2 separate regions of the Mus musculus genome follow, and region 2 is linked to region 1. Evidence: chromatin contacts called from public Hi-C data. All regions are on one chromosome and are shown on one strand. Each heading gives the region's core, a stretch centred on a gene start, on an enhancer-like site or on the middle of the called end of the contact. The rest is flanking DNA. Distances are from core to core; before and after follow the strand shown. Region 1 overlaps Pde9a (phosphodiesterase 9A). Region 2 overlaps Pknox1 (Pbx/knotted 1 homeobox).

Evidence for each region. A called contact is a pair of places that touch in the nucleus more often than the background predicts.
Region 2: a contact with region 1 is called in a Hi-C map of embryonic stem cells, with 2.7 times the contacts expected there. The contact joins two enhancer-like sites. A contact is called at or near these places in 1 of 484 Hi-C or Micro-C datasets (embryonic stem cells) and 2 of 9 other capture datasets (adipose tissue and liver).

The regions. Positions count from the first base shown.
Region 1 is chr17:31,423,272-31,426,668 of GRCm38.p6, reverse strand. The region is part of intron 4 of Pde9a (phosphodiesterase 9A); the gene reads right to left. Among named protein-coding and RNA genes, the nearest start is that of Gm9902, 10 kb to the left of the region's middle. Within about 2 kb of position 1,723, at least 48 of the 459 cell types and tissues checked have an H3K27ac peak or open chromatin away from gene starts, as enhancers often do. A contact at or near this core is called in embryonic stem cells, where this site is marked.
Region 2 is chr17:31,578,917-31,582,313 of GRCm38.p6, reverse strand. The region is part of intron 1 of Pknox1 (Pbx/knotted 1 homeobox); the gene reads right to left. Among named protein-coding and RNA genes, the nearest start is that of Pknox1, 16 kb to the right of the region's middle. Within about 2 kb of position 1,648, at least 28 of the 459 cell types and tissues checked have an H3K27ac peak or open chromatin away from gene starts, as enhancers often do. A contact at or near this core is called in embryonic stem cells, where this site is marked.

The DNA.
Region 1 (3,397 bases), core at 474-2,973:
TGTGTTCTGCTGGAACTCAGGGATGTCTCAGTACAGAGGGGAGCTGGACCATGCATGGCCCTGAAGCACTAGTAGTATTCAATGCCAGAGCTGTTCTTAGCCAAAAGGAAGCCTGCAGTCAGGACCACCCCTGCTTGCCACCCACATTTCTGGCTGTGGACTGCTTGACGCCCTGGCTGGCTCGCCCGCCCTGGAGGAGAATCATGAGCAAGCAACTCCAGGAACAGTTATATGTTGCATTTTATATGCTGCATCCTCTTTGTTTTTAGAAAGTAGTGCAGGCAAGGATGATTAAGGATGTGTCTATGAAGCCTAAAAGCCTTCGTGCTTTGGGCTGAAATGGCACTAAATATAGAAAATATTATTAAGAAACATTATTGTTGCTCACAAGTAACACATCTGCGTCCAAATTCAGAGCAGGAACTTGGCTTCCGAGCAAAACCAGAGTCCACACTCCAGGTTTGGCCCTGAGGGATCTCGTCCCTGCTCCACTGAAATCCTGCAGTTTTGTTGAGACAAGCTTTTGCCCAGTGGTTTGCCTGGGAGGTTACTTTAAATGATAGCTACCGTTTGCTGAGCATTGCTAAGTGGCCAGCCCTCAATAGGCATTCTGCATAAATTACATCACTTACCCTCTAAAGAGCCCTGCGGAGGTGTCTATTTTAATTCCTATTCTGCACAGGAAATGGAAGAACATGGGGCGAGATAGTTTTCCTAAGGCCACTTCACGCAGCTGGCGGATGAATGCAGCTTCAGATGGGCCCTTTATTCTTGGATTCCTATTTTCAAGTTCAAAGCTCTAAGACTGGGCTCCCACAAAAGGGATCTGCAGATCATTTAGGGAGGTTATGCAGAAAGTCTTCCAAAGGAGGGGAAACAGAGACACGTGCATGAGGAAGTGACCATTGTGGAAGTATGGAGATTGGTACTCTGGGGTCCCTTTGGGCTCCTGCATTGGTGATATCAGGAGACTGTCCTCTCGGAAAAGATGTCTGGAGCACTGGCCATCCAGTACTCCGGGTCTTCCCTGATCAGAGGAAGTCCTCAGGCAGAGGGGACACAAGGATGGAGAAGGATGTGGTTGGTGGGTTTCAGAACTGCCCACTGAGACATGGAGACGTTAAGGCCAGGCGAGGCTGGAGTCCTATGCTTTGCTGGGAACCTTCAGTCCCTTCCCCTCATGTCTGTTAGGTGTCTATAAAGAATGATGGGCTTATTCAACTCCCCGTGTATCTTGAAACAGTAACAATGTTGATGAATGTAACATCCACCCAAAAATACACAGGAAAATTCAGAGCGGTATTGCAAACAATAGCTACAAGCCTCAGGTGTGTCCCCTGATAAATGGGGGTCAAAATGTGGCCCACCCATATGAGGCACCATCAGTTACCCCTAGATTGAATGGTATAGCAACTTTGTACCACACAGATTGTGTGGCCCCCAAGATGTAACCCCAAATGCCACAGTGGCATATCTGAAACATGGGGACTAGGCAGACCTAATAGACTATGCAGGCTAGAGGCTGCCAAAGCCTGGGAGGGGAGGGGAGGGGTAGGAAAGGAAGACTCAGGTGCGGGCTTCCATGGGTGATGGAAACATTTAAGGATAAACAGGATAGATACACAATGACAACCTGTTCCACCGCGGGCTGAACCTTGGGTGTAGCAGCATGCAAATGATGTCTGAGCAAACAGGGAAGCTGAATGCAAATTCCCCGAGGGGTGGACCTCATCCTCTGTCTTCTAAGATAAGCATGCACGCCAGGCTGACAGAGCTGCTTTCTCTAGTCCAAGCGGACCTGGCGGAATGGAATGCTCTGTGTGGCAGGGCCTGGAGTTCCGTGGTGGCACTATAGACATCCCTGAAGCCCTCTCAGGGGTACCTTCTGGCCTCGGATGCCTCTGTTTTAGTCACTGAGACACTAGGCACACAGCGTGTGGGAGCATGCGCAGGGTGCAGTTTCATCCTCAAGGACACACGGCTCCTTTGACCTGGTCTTTCCTAGATCTCCAGCAAAGGCTGCCTCTATCTCCACAAGGAAGGGGGAGGCGGTGTGCCTGTCCCCAGCAGGAATTCTGAGCACTGTATATCACTGGCCACTTGCCACTTGTACCCTGCCCTCTGTCTTTTGGAAACAGCAGTGGTGCCAAGGAAGCTGCTGTAAACAAGGCCCTGGACCTCCCCTGCACTGTAGCCTAGATGCAGAGCATCCTAGCCTTACCCAGTGGTGCTGATGGCATATGCTGATGTAAAGGACTACACAGGACCTGCCTCAACCAGATGGATACCAAACTGGCAGAGTGTGGCTGCACAGGCCTGACCTAGACTCTAGGGGAAGGCTGGGGGAATGGTGGGCATACAGAACCTGCAAGCTCTCTGCAGGGTTCAGAAACTGAAGATGCCTGTCCCCAGGTTGAGTGTGACTCAGTAGTCAACAGCCGCTGTGTCTTGAGAAAACCACGGGCACCCAGCTCTTCCAGGGACCACAGGGACACTACAGGTCCCATTATCTCCACACATTTTGCTTTGCATCTTGCTTTGGGCAAGAAGTGAAACAGGGGTCTGTTTCCCTGTGGCTACTGTGCAGCGTGGCAGCCTCTGCTTTGCCTGAGGGCAGCTCAGACCAGGGTAAGCTTGCGTCTTTCATAGGATCACACTTTGGTCCTATATGGGTCTGAGGGCTCAGGACTGTGGCTAGTATTCAGACATCTTTGTCTCTCGCAGGCAGGCATGCTGCAGTGGGCTGTCAACCACAATGGTATATATTGCCATTGAGAAACGCCTTAATTTGAGCTACTTAAAATAAAAATGATGGACTACGGACACCATTGACATAAAAAAGCCTGTCCGATGGCTTCTGTCACAGCTTGTGACTTTATTTCCCTCATAAAAGGAGAAGCAATCTAGAAGCAGGGACTGTCTCCCAGTGCTAGGGAAAAAGACCCCCCCACCCACACACACACACATACACACACACTCCCTTCTGCTGCCTCCCTTTCTTAAGTTTTGGAAGGTCTGTGTACCCAGCCTTATCTTGAAATCTCAGGCTCAGGCTGTCTCCTTTCCAGCCTCCTGAGCAGCAAGGCAAACACAGACTTCCACATTCACAGAGGTTGTCACATCTGCAGACAGAAGTCAGTCTTCCCTGGCTAAACCCAGCAGGAGCAGTAGAACTCTGTACAATCCGGTGGCCAAGACTGGCCTGCCCTCTCTTCTGGAGTCACGCTAGCTCTTGAGGATGCTCTTCTCTGGGTGTCTCCTGGGTGTTTAAGTATCAAACGGCAGAGCCTGATGATTTTTGCAAGGCACAACCCCTAGGTCTGGTGGGGGCATCCTTTGACACTTGGCAGGAGGAGAACCCCCTGGGAAGGGCAGGTAGAGGCCCCACTGCTGGTGG
Region 2 (3,397 bases), core at 399-2,898, 160 kb before region 1:
GGCTGAAAAGGGTGGAGAAGACGGTAGGGATGTGTCTGATCAGGTGAGCTTGTGGCTACAGCGAGGACAGCAAGTCCATGGGTAGACACCAACAGCAGGAGTGAGCAGCGGGTGACTCATGCTCTGACCACACAGACAGACCAGACTGAATGGCTGAGGGGTACAGGAACCAAGATGGGGCGCTGTAGGCACAAGAGTCAGAGAAGGAGAGCCAGGAACCTGCAGGTGTACTAAGGGAGCAGGGGTGGGTCCAAGCTTCCCACCTGAGCACCTGGAAGAACAGAGCCGTGCACGGGTCCCGAGACGAGCAAACATCTAAGAACAGCTCCATGGCTTGGAAGGGAAACAAGGCAGGACATCTCAGGCTGCAGACGAGTCTCAAGATACCTTTCCGGAAACTGAGCAGAGGAGCCGGGACTGGAATCACTTGGTCACCATCAGGGCACAGAGGGTACACATGGAGATGAGCTGAGTCCTCCACAAGACACGTCCCACTCTAACACCCAGCACCTAAGCATGGACCAGATTTAGAAACAGGGTCTTACAGATGGAAGGACACTAAGGGTCTTGAGATGAAACACCTCTGGACTTAGGATGGAGTAACTGGTTGTCTAGATGAGAGGAGATTTGAGACACACGATGGCAAGATAGCGGTACACACTGGAGTAATAAATACAACTTTAAGCCCAGGAAGCCTGAGCACTGTTTGGGTCACCAGAAGCTGGAAGAGGAAAAGGACAGGCCCCCAGAGCCGGCAGAGGGAGTGTAGCCCTGTCTGCACCTTGACCACAGATTTCTAGAACCATGAGAGAATCCACTTTAGAGGTGGGGTGGGTAGTAGGGATTAAGTCCAGAGCCTCACTCAGGCTAGGTGAGCATTGTACTGCGTAGTAGACCCAGTTTGTGGTCATTTGGCACAGCGGGCCTAGTAAGGCAATGCACATATACACACAATATGAAGCCAAGAGACTGAAGAGACCAAAAGGAAGGCAGAAGACAGTATGCGAGGGAGGGGATGGCCTGGAGGTCAGAGGATAAGAGGGCACAGTCTGACAAGAGAAGCAGAATAGAACTGCTTACAATAAAAGAGAGGGGCCCAAGGTGGGGGAGTGCCAACCATGTTAAGAAGTCCCTCAGAATCAGAAAGGGGAGGACTGAGTCAGCAGCTGGTGAGCAGAAGGAAAGGGGGGTGGGGAGCAGAAAAAGACCCATGGCCCCTACCATAGCACCATGTTCCGAGGAGCTGTCTGTACTAGGAGGGGGAAGAAACACTTTAAAGAAGCAGCGTTACAGACAGCCACTCACAAGACGGGTGAGTGCACTGAAGCACCCAGGGTAAATACGCTTGTCTTGTCTTTTCCTTTGGTGACAAGGTCTCTCTATGTAAACCAGGCTGGCTTCAAACTCACAGAGATTCACCTGTCTTTGCCTCCCAAGGACTTAAAGTGATTAAAGTCATGTGCCGTTTTATGCTTGGTCTCCAACTTAAATCTCTAAAACGCTGTTACGTCTGTTAAAATCTGTGTGTTCCACCTCACCCAGGACCCCGTTCTTCAAACAGAGACCCACACGCCTACAGCTTGCTCCAGAGCTTCTCTTACTGCCCTTGGCTGTGGCTACAGTCTGGCTTCTCTTCAGTTTTGCCTCCGCCTGAACTTCCACCCTCAGATCCAGCATAGCACAGTTCCCTCTGATTTCCATCTCTGAAGCTGCCACCTGCCTGCCAGAGCCTAAATCTGGCCTTGCTCCAAACCATTCTCCAGGCTTTCTAAAATGCAAATCTGGTCATGTGACTATCGCCTCTACCCAAGCCCATCCCCAGACATCAGCCCACCCCCATCTTCCTTCCCTGTCTCCAAGAGTACACACCCTCAAACTCATCCCCTTGTCTCCATTCTCTCCCTGCACAGGTCCTACCCCTCCCTAGATGCTCTGCCCACCCTCTCTTCCATTCTGTGTGAATGGCTAGCTATGAGCTGCATCATTCACACCACTGGAACTCACAGAGATCTGCCAGCCTCTGACTCCTGGGTGCTGGGATTAAAGGTGTGTGCCACCATACCCAACCTCTTATAAAAATATTTTAAACAACCTGCTTTCCAAAAACAGTCAAAGAGCCTTGGCACTCTCTTGAGTAGATAACCCCCTTTTGGCCATGCTGGATGGAGAGGGACTCTGCTGTGAATGGCGCTGTATCTTCCAGGGTAGCCAGACCTCGAATCCAACACTATATTGACAGTTCTTCATTAAAATCAGCAGTCTAGGAGTGACTATGTCACACAAATGGCTGGTCCTGTCCTACTTCCCGACAGCTCTTGCTGGACACTTTCCATGTGGCACATGGCGAAGGTGCCATTGCTGAGAGACAGTTTTCCATATAAACATCTTCAAGTCTCACTGAGGAGGCTTCTGGGCAAAGACCTGGCTAAAAGACGATGGCCAATGGACACACAAGGGAAGCCGAGACAGTGTAACAACCCAGAGATGTAGTCTCTCCAGAACAGGGTATTGGGGAACCTCCCAAAGGTGTGTGCCACCATGACTTGCTCACTGCAGTCCCAGAGCACAGCATGTGTGCTTATGGTTGTACTCAGTGACACATTACTGTGTCGCACTCCCCTCGGCGGGTACACTGGGCCAGTATTCAGTACCTACACACACTCCTAGCCTCATAATCCCGTAGCTCGTCTCCTGGGACAACATCTGTCTTTTATCACTTCATCCTGGGGTACTGGGATCCGGGAGATCAGAGTGACCCAGAGACAGGTCTCCGATCTGAACCCATGCATACACTCACACATACTATGTACTTCCCAAAAACTGTAGGGACAGAGGGAACGTTCAGTTGACAGCGGAAGGGACAGGCATCCTAAGCTGGCTGAATGACTCTCACAACCCACACACAGAGTTCAGCTCTGCAATCGCTCTTAACTCTTCCAAGAACAGAATGGTCACTTCCTATAAACTCTTGGTCACAAAGCATGCCTGACAGGCCCTGCAGAAGTGTCTACAGAGAGCTCTCTGAAGCAAACAAGTGGCTGACAGACTGAAGGGCCTACTTTGGGTCAATGTAGAAAAGGACTGAATATGCTGGAGCAGTTTTTGTTCTGTTTTTACTTTTCTAAGACCAGGAGGCTGGGTGGTGGTGGCGGCGGCGGCGGCGGCGGCAGCGCACGCCTTTAATCCCAGCACTTGGGAGGCAGAGGCAGGAGGATTTCTAAATTCAAGGCCAGCCTGGTCTACAAAATGAGTTCCAGGACAGCCAGGGCTGTACAGAGAAACCCTGTCTCAAACAAAACAAAACAAAACAAAACACCCAAAAAAACAAAAACAAAAACAAAAAACCCAGGAGATTCCAGCAGGGAAAGGAAAAGACAAGAGCTACTAGAGCCAGACT